2 separate regions of the Mus musculus genome follow, and region 2 is linked to region 1. A link is a contact called in public Hi-C data. All regions are on one chromosome and are shown on one strand. The core of a region is the stretch at or near the end of the contact, and the rest is flanking DNA. Distances in the headings are between cores, read along the strand shown.

Region 1 (4,940 bases), core at 614-3,113:
GATCTCTGAGTTCGAGGCTGGCCTGGTCCACAGAGTGAGTTCCAGGACAGCTGGGACTATATGGGGAGAACCTGTCTCAAAAGACAAAAGAAAACAAAAACATAAGAAAAAGGTCAGGGGGCTGGTGAGATGGCTCAGTGGGTAAGAGCACCCGACTGTTCTTCCGAAGTTCCAGAGTTCAAATCCCAGCAACCACATGGTGGCTCACAACCATCTGTAACAAGATCTGACTCCCTCTTCTGGAGTGTCTGAAGACAGCTACAGTGTACTTACATATAATAAATAAATAAATCTTTAACAAAAAAAAAAAGAAAAAGAAAAGAAAAAGGTCAGATGCTACAGGTAGGATTAAGGGAGTGCTGGGGGAGGGGCCGACATGGGGCAGCTGAGTGGGTCCAAGTAGCCAAGGGAAGCTTTGGGAGGGAAGCAGGATCTGACAGATGGAGGGTGGAGAGAGGGCTAGCGGTCAGGAGTGTTTGCTGCTTCTCAGAGGACCTGAGCTCAGCTCCCAGCACCCATGCTGTGGGACCCACAACCGTCTAGAACTCCAAATTCAGGGAATCCAACACCTTCTCTTGGCTTCAAGGGTCCCAGACATTCATGGGGTGCACGTACATACATTCACGTAAAACACTCATACATAGAAAACAAAAATGAAGAAAAGGGACAGGACAAATAGAAGCTAGTGTGTAAGGGGAGGGCATGAGTCCCTAAGAGTCAGAATTGGTGTTATCCTGGGCACTTGGCATCTGCAGAGGACACTGGAGTGGGCTGGAATCCCCAGGTGACTGCAGAGGCATCTGAGACCATGGCCTCTCCAGGAGCAGATAACAAGGAGCCACTTCAACTCCACTGCCCCGAGGTGTCCCTTACACCATGTGCCCTGTGCCTCCCTCTGGGTCACCCTCCCCCAAGGCAGAAGAGTCATAGGACTGTCATACCAGTCTCCAAACTGGGCTGTTGTCTTTACTAAGAAGAGGAAAATTCAAGACACGGGCTGTTCTGACCTCTAATATGAAACAACTGGATCCTGAGGAACAGGCCCAGGTCTGACACCATCCTCCCAAACCAGACAGCACGGATGCTCGCTCACTCACTTGCTTGCATTTGTAATTCTTAGCAAGTTTGCATAAGGTGACATTAATCATAAAAACATGACTGTCCAGCCTCCGCTGCCACGGAGCCCTGGCTTGTGTTTGGTAAAAAGCGAAGCTCTCATGCTGACTGCTTCCCCCCCCCCCCCCTTTTAGACTCACCTAGCACTCACAAGGCCCTGGGTTCAGCACATGCACATAAAATCTACAACAAAAAAGCAATTTGCTGGGCGTGGTGATATAAGCCTATACTCTCAGTTCATAGGAATTAGAAGCAGGAGGATCAGAAGATCAAGGCTAACCTTAGCTACGTAGTGAGTTTGAGGTTAGCCTTGGCTACATGAAACCTAGTCTCAAAATCCTAAAAAGTAAAAGGATAAAGCCAGGTATGGTGGTGCATACCTTTAATCTCAGCACTTATGAGGCAAAGGCAAGCTGATCTCGTTGTGTACAAGGGTGGCCTGATCTACATAGTTCCAGGCTAGATGGAGCCACACAGGGAGTTTCCATCTCAAAAAAAAAAATTTTTTTTTTTTTTTAAAAGCACCTTCAATTCCAGTCCTTGGGACAGGAGGGTCAGGGGTTAAAGGTTATCCTCAGTTACATACCAAGTTCAAACAAATAACCTGGCAGAAGTGGTGGAAGTAATTTTGTTTACTTGTTTCTGTTTCTGTGTTTGTGTTTTTCAAGGACAGAGTCTCACTATGAAGTAGCTCCCTAGCTGTCCTGGAACTCACAGTGCAGACCAGGCTGGCCTTGAGCTCACAGGAAATCAGCCTGTCTCAGGGGCTGAGGGTAAGAGTGCTAGGATCAAAGGTGTATGCCACGAGGCCTGCTGGAAGTGAATGTTCTGAGAGCTTACTCTAGCGGGGCTTATTCAGAAGGCCTCCTGGGCCCAGGGGAGGTAGCCCAGGCAGTGGAGTGTGCACCTGGCAGGTATGAGCCCCTGAGGTCCCTCCTCAGCACAGCATCCGCCTGCTAAGATGCCTGTGAGCCCAGCACTCAGAAGGTGGAGACAGGAGGATCAGAAGTTCATGGTCATCCTTAGTTAGCTGTTTAATTCAGGTACATGAGACTTGTCAAAAGATAGATGGATGGATGGAAGAATGGACGAACGGATGGATGGATGGGCAGGTGGGCAGGCAGGCAGGCTTCCATCTTTGCTCCCTGGTAAGTCCTTGTCTTGGTCCTAGGATGTGTGATCCTGATCTGCTATTTCAGCCTTCAGCTTGCTTCCACCTTCTGCTTTCTCCATTAGATGGTTTTTATTTTCTTCTCTTATATTTTCACATTCTTTTTCCCATCTATCTTTCTCTGCCTGCCAGAGACTCCTGCCGTCTGTGCTGGGTTCACATATGAACACAGGTACATACCTCAGCCTGCTGACCTTCTGTGCCTCAGGACACATTTCTATTCCTAATTTGCTTAGTTTGTTATTGTGTTTCCCGTCCCCACCCACCACCTGACAAAGTATGCTCTACCTTCCTTTTTCAGATTCCAAGGAAATAGACCGCAGCCGAGCAAGAATCAAGCACAGCGAGGGGGGAGAGATCCCCCCTAAGTACTTTGTAGTCACCAATAACCAGCTTCTGCGGGTGAAGTACCTGCTGGTGTATTCCCAGAAGCAGCCCAAGAGGTAAGAAGATGGTCCCTCCATGGGTTAGGAGATGGCTGCTGACTGTGTTCAGTCATCCCTTTCCCCAGCCTCAGGTCTCCGGTGTATGTAAAGCATGTTTCTCATAATGCTGGATGGCAGAGGAAGAAGTTGGGAAGTCAGAGAAGATGCTCAGGGTCCTCAGGTGGACTGGCACTTAGTCATTTTAATGCATTATTGGAGTCTGCAATGTAGCTTCCTCCAAACCCACAGTGTGTGTGTGTGTGTGTGTGTGTGTGTGTGTGTGTGTGTGTGAGTGAGAGAGAGAGAGAGAGAGAGAGAGAGAGAATCAACCAGGGAAGCCAGAAAAAGGCATCAGATCCCCTGAAGCCGGAGTTCCATGCTATTTAGTTGAAAAAACTCTATTCCTAACTGATTATCCTTAGTGAGTGTTTCCAGAGCATGTTAGATGGCTTAGAACACCTCCAGGAGTAACAAAAAGATTCCCCAGGCTGATAAGAGCGAATGCCATCACACTTGACAACTGGACTTCAATCCCTGCGACCCACATGGTGGAAAGAGAACCGATTCCCACAAGCTGTTCTTTGGCTATACACACACACACACACACACACACACACACACACACACACACACACACACATACTCACACACACACACATGCTCGCACATTAGTAAAAAAGTGATTTTAGATTCCCCAGCTCAGATTTGTATCAGTTCATACATAAAATACCTTTGCTAAGTCACTGTCTGGGCAGAGCTGGGTCATCCTCTTAGATAACAAACCCTTACTTAAGGAAGGAAAAAAAAAAAAAACGATTTATAAAAGGTGATTAGAAGAGCTAAAAAGGGACAAGTCGGGTGAGCTCATTGTGAGCTGTCTTGGTGCATTTAGAAAATGTCCTGTTGAAAGATGTGTTGGCGGTGCCAGGGCAAACCGCCCCAGCCCTCTCCAGCCGCACGAAGCTTCACTTAGCAGCTCACACAGAGGATGAAATCCATCCTGTCATGTTCTCTGAGCCAGAACTTCTTGCATACACTTAAAACAAAAATGTTTTTCCCGAGTTGCCAACACTCTCTCCCTCCGGGCAGGGCCTCGAGCCAGCTCTCCTGGTTGTCCAGCCACTGGTTCGTGATCATGATGTCCCTGTATCTGCTGCTGCTGCTCATCGTGAGTGTCACCAACTCCTCTGTGTTCCACCACTTCTGGAATCGTGTGAAGAGATGATCCCAGGTGCTTGGAGTGGGGCCACTCACCGTGTGCCTTATGGAAACTTGTCCTCTACCTCCTGTGTGTCACATCCGGTCAGGTCGAGTCTGGGGACCATTTGCAGGGGTGCACAGGACGAGTTTTATATGCCATAAGTGTACTGATTGCCTTTGTTGATGTGCCCAGACACAATCCAGTCAGTGGGGGATCCCTGGCCCCTCACTTGTCAGTTTCAGGGGTGTCCTACCCTCTGCTTCCTCCTAAATAGTCTAGGGAGGTGGCTCTTCAGCCAGAGCCAAAGGAAAAAGTCCTGCTGCATTTAAAAGCAAAGTGTCCAAGCTGTCCGAGGTGTGTTTACAATTGCCCAGATGGAGGCCGGCCCGGATGCTAATGCCTTTTGGAAGACAGAATGTGTGCAACGGGAACAATAAATCATTAGGCGACTGCCTTGTTTTGACTCAAGACACCCAAGAGGGACTGTCGTGTTTCTCATAAAAATATCAGTGGGATCGTTTGGGAATTCCATCGGCTTTAGTCTGCCGGTGCAAAACATTTTAACAGTTTTCTCAGATCAACAACCGTCTCTGCCACAGCTGTACCCCCTCCCTCCTTAACCACACAAGAGGAGGAGCCACAGGCGGGATAACAAAATGCAGATTTAACAACTAGCAACTCTGTCATCTTTTTCTAAAAATGACCAACTGCTGATTACAGCTCAAACGGAACCAAATGTTTGCGTTTCTGTTTTTGTTGTCATTTATTTGACAAGTTAGCCTCTATGAGCCAAATAGAGGGGGAGATGTGTGAACCTGGAGCACCGAGTGGCTACATCCACAGCCTCTTTCTGGTGTTGTTATGGAGAAGGGTCCAAGCCATAGGCTCACCAGGGTCCTCATTCCCACAAAGCTGCCTTGATACCCAACACTCTAGGCTCTCAGGGGCCCGGCAGCCTTCACAGCAGAGGCCTGCCTCAGTGGGCCACGGGTCTCCATGGGCTGAGCCTCCATCCGAGAAGCCTGAG
Region 2 (4,940 bases), core at 635-3,134, 71 kb after region 1:
TATGTATCTCTGTGTGGGTGATGCCTGAGAACAAGTACCCACAGAGGACACAGGCGTTGGATCTCCTAGAGTTGGAGTTACGGTGGTTGTGAGCCCTCCTGACATGGGTTGTGTGAGCAGTGTCAGTTCCACTATAAGAAATTATGCTCTCCTGTTCATTGAGCCGGCTCTCCAGTTTGTTCCCCTTCCCCAGTTCCTCTCAGATTCTTCCTATCTTTCTACCCACAAAACATTTTTAAAGTTCTTAAAAAAAAAATCGCCAGGCAGTGGTGGTGTGCACCTTTAATAACAACACTTGGGAGGCAGAGGCAGGTGGATTTCTGAGTTCGAGGCCAGCCTGGTCTACAAAGTGAGTTCCAGGACAGTCAGGACTACACAGAGAAACCCTTTCTTGAAAAAACAAACAAACCAAAAAGAAAACAAACAAACAAACAAAAAAATCAAGAAACAAATATATTGGGCTGGAGAGATGGCTCAGTGGTTAAGAGCACTGACTCTTCTTCTGAAGGTCCTAAATTCAATTCCCAGCAACCACATGGTGGCTCACAACCATCTGTAATGAGATCTGATGCTCTTTACTGGAGTGTCTGAAGACAGCTACAGTGTACTTAAATCTTAGGGCTGGAGCTAGCAGAGGTCCTGAGTTCAATTCCCAGCAACCACATGATGGCTCACAACCATCTGTACAGCTATAGTGTACTCATATACATAAAATAAATAAATCTTTTTTTTTCGATATCTGGCTAAATATCCATACCTGGCTAAAACCATACCTGGCTAAATAAATAAATCTTAAAAAAAAAAAAAGACAAAATAATGCCAAAGCAAAACAAAAGAAAAGGCCACAAAAACCCTGTTGAGTTTGTTTTGTGGTTGTCAACTTCTCTTGGGTGGGAGAAAACTGGCTCTCCTTTCCCAGCGGGTACCAGTCAGTTACAGACAGCTTCTTAACCCGTGCCTACTTACCCTCTTACCTTTCTGGTTAAACCTGCACAGGCCCTGTCCGTGCCGCCACACTGCCTCTGAGTCACTGTGCATCCGTCCTGTTGGGTCTGGAAGCCACTGTTTCCCTAGAGTCATCCAGATTCTATTTCTCAGCACCTACATGAGGGAGGGCTCACAGATGTCTGTAACATTGAGTTCTGGGAGATCCAATGCCCTCTAAAGGCTCTGTGAGGACTGCACACATGTAATGCACAGACAAACATGCAGGCCAAATACCCATCCACATAAAATAATTTTTAAAAATTATTCTCAAAACGTAAAATGAATCTTAAAAAAATACTTTTAAAAAGATATTCTATCAAAACAGTAATAAAGCGAGCTTGTGCATCTGCCTGCCAAGTGCTGGGATTAACCTAGCCAGTTAGTCTTTGGAAATGTTGACTGATCTTGTTGGCTCTATATTGTACAGGTAACTAAAGTTGTAGTGGATTCATAAGTACAGTGGTAGCTGTGTCATGTTCTAAAGACAAGACTCTTCCCCGTCTTCTGGTTCTCTCTGCCCCTTTATTCCATCCTTGTTTGGGGGCTGGAAAGGATTGATGTGTCTCACTTAGTGCTGAACACTCACTAGGCCTTTGTTCTTAGCACTTTGACATTAACTGCTGACCACCGCAAAGAAGCACTTCCCTGTGAAGGTTGAGGACAGCAGTCATCTATCTATAAACATAGTTAGAAAACAGTTTGACAGCATGTCCATTTAACCAGACAGAAGTAGCAAGTTCTACCTCTCCTACCCCAAGGCCCTTTGACCTCTCAAGTCCTGGGGTTCTGACCTAGTTTAGAGACCTGGCATGAGTTCCTTCCTGTGAAACAGGCTTAGTCAAGTTCGGAAGAGGTTGGTTATTATTACCATCACCTTTGAGCCACTGTTGCACCAGCGGCTACATGTTCCCTGGCAGCAGATCAGTATTGTAGCTTGCAGTTTGGCCAGGGTGATGAGTACCCCAGTGGCCTACATAGCACCTTTTGGCACTATGAAAGCTAGCCAGTAGGGAGGAAGATTTCATGTTAGTCCCAGCTTGATTTCTCTATGTCCTGCAACCCAGTGTGCTGTGTTTTCAAGTGTTACAGTGTTATCCTCTCGTTTTCGTGGTTATCCAAGAACACTGGCAATGGCATGTGTTATTTTGGGGTTTTCTGGGCTCTCCCTGACCAATTCATAGTGGGAGGTAACCCTCCACCTGGCATTGAGATACCCTTTAAAAATTATGCTTAAGGCTAGATTTTTTAAAATTGTATATGTATGTGTGTCTGCTTGGGCTTATGTGTGACAATTGTATACAGGAAAGTAGAAGAGAGTCTTAGATTCCCTGGGGATTTGGTTATAGACTGCTGTGAACTGCCATGTAGCTGCTGCAACTGGAATTTAGGTCATTTCCTGGAGCAGTAAGCATTCTTTTGTTTGTTTGTTTGTTTTTTGTTTTTTTTTCGAGACAGGGTTTCTCTGTGTAGCCCTGACTGCATGGAACTCACTCTGTAGACCAGGCTGGCCTCGAACTCAGAAATCCTCCTGCCTCTGCCTCCCAAGTGCTGGGATTAAAGGCGTGTGCCACCACTGCCCAGCGGTTATGGAGGGATGTATCTCTTACATTTTAGCAATTAAAATCACTTTCAGTACTGAACGTTTTCATAAAAATAATAGAAAATCTACTCATAGCTTTGTCACAGTTCATTCAGGTATTTCAGTAAAGTAGATGATTTGTCTGTATTCTCAAACTAGGTTTAAAATTATCTTTAGGGGCTGGAGAGATGGCTCAGTGGTTAAGAGCACTGACTGCTCTTGTGAAGGTCCTGGGTTCAAATCCTAGCAACCACATGGTGGCTCACATCCATCCGTAATAGGATCTGATGCCCTCTTCTGGTGTGTCTGAAGACAGCTACAGTGTACTTCCATCTAACAATAAATAAATATTTAAAAAAAAAATATATATATAGTAAATGGAAACTGGATTACAACCAGGTCTCTTAATGAATATTAGGTCAGGAAAAGAATCTAGTGGAAATTAATAAAATGTTTTAACTGCTTTTTATACATTTATTTATATGTGTGCATGTGTAGAGATCAGAGAATAGTTTTTGGAAGTGCAATCTCTCCTGCCATGTGGATTCCAGGATTGAGCTGGGCTTAGAAGCACATACCTTGACCTATTGACCATCTCACTGGCCCAGTTTTTCTGTTGGTTTTTTTCCCCCTGCTTGTTTTTGTTTTTAGTACAAGGTCTTACTTTCTGGCTTATGCTGGCCTGTGACTATGCTCAGTATGACCTTGAATTTTTTTTCTTTCTACCTCAGCCTTACAAGGGTCGAGATTACAGCCATGTACTGCCACATTCAGTGGGCAAAAAGTCACATCCCCAGCCCTACAGTGAGTTTTAAGATGAACACTATTGAAATGATTTGTAAAGTTTTCCTCTTTGGACCTCTTTTTCAGCTTCCACGCGTTTTGTTAAGTGTGAAAAATGTCATCATTTTTTTGTGGTGCTGTCGGAAGCAGACTCAAAGAAAAGCATAATTAAGGAACCCGAGTCCGCTGCAGAGGCTGTGAAGTTGGCATTCCAGCAGAAGCCACCTCCGCCCCCCAAAAAGGTAGAAAGAAGCCTTCTCTCCTGCAGACATTCCATTGCCACCCTTCCTGAGACCCATGTCTGAGTAGCCTGGGGTAACCTTGAACTCTCCAAGTAGTTCCAGATGAACTCCGGATCCTCCAGCCCTCACCTTTAAAGTGCTGGTAGTGTGGGCATATGCTACTGTTACATTTTCCAAATACGCGCGTTATATGTTTTTAATTTTTAATTTAATTTAATTTTTGTGTGTGTGTGTGTGTGAAGTGAATATGCACATACACATGCTCTTGGTATGTGTGTGGGGATCAGAAGACAACTTCTAGGTCTGCTCTATGTGTGCTGCCATGGCTCTGATGGTATGAACTCTTTGTACACGTTTCAGATAGTGGGATTTGGTCTTGAGAAGGAATGACTGGTTCCTCTGACAACACCATCAACACCATGTATTTTTGAGAGCCCAGAAGCCAGTACTTCTTGGCCGGTGTACTCTGTCCTGGCATGTACTGGTAGTCTGCACACTTGGATTCTTGTCCTCTGTGTTCAGGGTATTCCGTGTGTGTCTGACTCCATGCCTATTGGAGCAAATTTAGTATTGCTGAGATAGAAAATGTGAGGACTGAGTAAGATCTGAAAAAAAACAAAACAAAACTATAAGGCTAAAGAAATGGTCATGTAAAATAATTTAATAGTAAGTTTTATATCTTTGCTAATTTGTGAAGATTTTTGGACATTGGATCAAAGTTCTAGAAAATACATAAGTGATTTAACTTCTTAGGAATTTATCAATATTAATAGCTTCTTCGTGTGTGTGTGTGTGTGTGTGTGTGTGTGTGTGTGTGTGTGTGTGTGTGTTTATTACAGAGACTGGGTGTTACTATCTCACTCAGGCTGGCCTTGAACTTGATCCTCCTGCCTCTACCTCCCACATAGTAGAATTAGAAGCATGTGGCACCACGTGCAGCTCCTTCTTTATACAAACCCAAGAAATTGATGCTGGTTCCAAACAGTTGGTAGTATGAAGTGTGAAACAGCTCTAATCTTAGTAACAAAAGTGAGTTGAGGGTGTGGTTCCAGCGCAGAACACTGAAAGCAACAATCAAGCCCTGGGTTTGATCCCGGGCACTGCCCTCCCCTACAAAAAGGAAAGAATGAAATTTTAAGTTGCTGCTTGGGTAAATGAATAACTTTCTAAAAAGATTTCTTTCTTTCTCTCTCTTTTATGTGTAGGTGTGGGTGTGCATGTGTCTGTATCTGTGTGTGTTTTAGGGGGTGGGTGCCTGCCCAGGCCAGAAGAGGGTGTCAAATTCCCTGGAGGTGGAATTAGAAACAGTGCTGAGCTATGGGTGCTGGGAACTAAACTCTAATCCTGCA

What was found. A called contact is a pair of places that touch in the nucleus more often than the background predicts.
Region 2: a contact with region 1 is called in a Hi-C map of liver, with 5 times the contacts expected there. The contact joins two enhancer-like sites. A contact is called at or near these places in 6 of 39 promoter capture datasets (the C10 cell line, embryonic stem cells, epiblast stem cells and 3 more), 18 of 484 Hi-C or Micro-C datasets (CD8 T cells, the CH12 cell line, ECoMG-derived neutrophils and 11 more), 33 of 115 datasets of contacts at active chromatin or transcription factors (the 230-238 cell line, the HPC-7 cell line, the SCID.adh cell line and 21 more) and 4 of 9 other capture datasets (adipose tissue, embryonic stem cells, liver and 1 more).

Annotation. Positions count from the first base shown.
Region 1 is chr9:65,234,053-65,238,992 of GRCm38.p6, forward strand. Parp16 (poly (ADP-ribose) polymerase family, member 16) reads left to right here. Exons shown (of 7, transcript NM_177460.4): 6 at 2,589-2,730; 7 at 3,802-4,940. The coding sequence ends at 3,937. The region is part of intron 2 of Gm36538 (a long non-coding RNA gene); the gene reads right to left. Among named protein-coding and RNA genes, the nearest start is that of Parp16, 22 kb to the left of the region's middle. Within about 2 kb of position 1,864, at least 5 of the 459 cell types and tissues checked have an H3K27ac peak or open chromatin away from gene starts, as enhancers often do. A contact at or near this core is called in hepatocytes and liver, where this site is marked.
Region 2 is chr9:65,305,032-65,309,971 of GRCm38.p6, forward strand. It overlaps Clpx (caseinolytic mitochondrial matrix peptidase chaperone subunit), which reads left to right. Exons shown (of 14, transcript NM_011802.3): 4 at 3,437-3,591. Among named protein-coding and RNA genes, the nearest start is that of Clpx, 13 kb to the left of the region's middle. Within about 2 kb of position 1,885, at least 9 of the 459 cell types and tissues checked have an H3K27ac peak or open chromatin away from gene starts, as enhancers often do. A contact at or near this core is called in hepatocytes and liver, where this site is marked.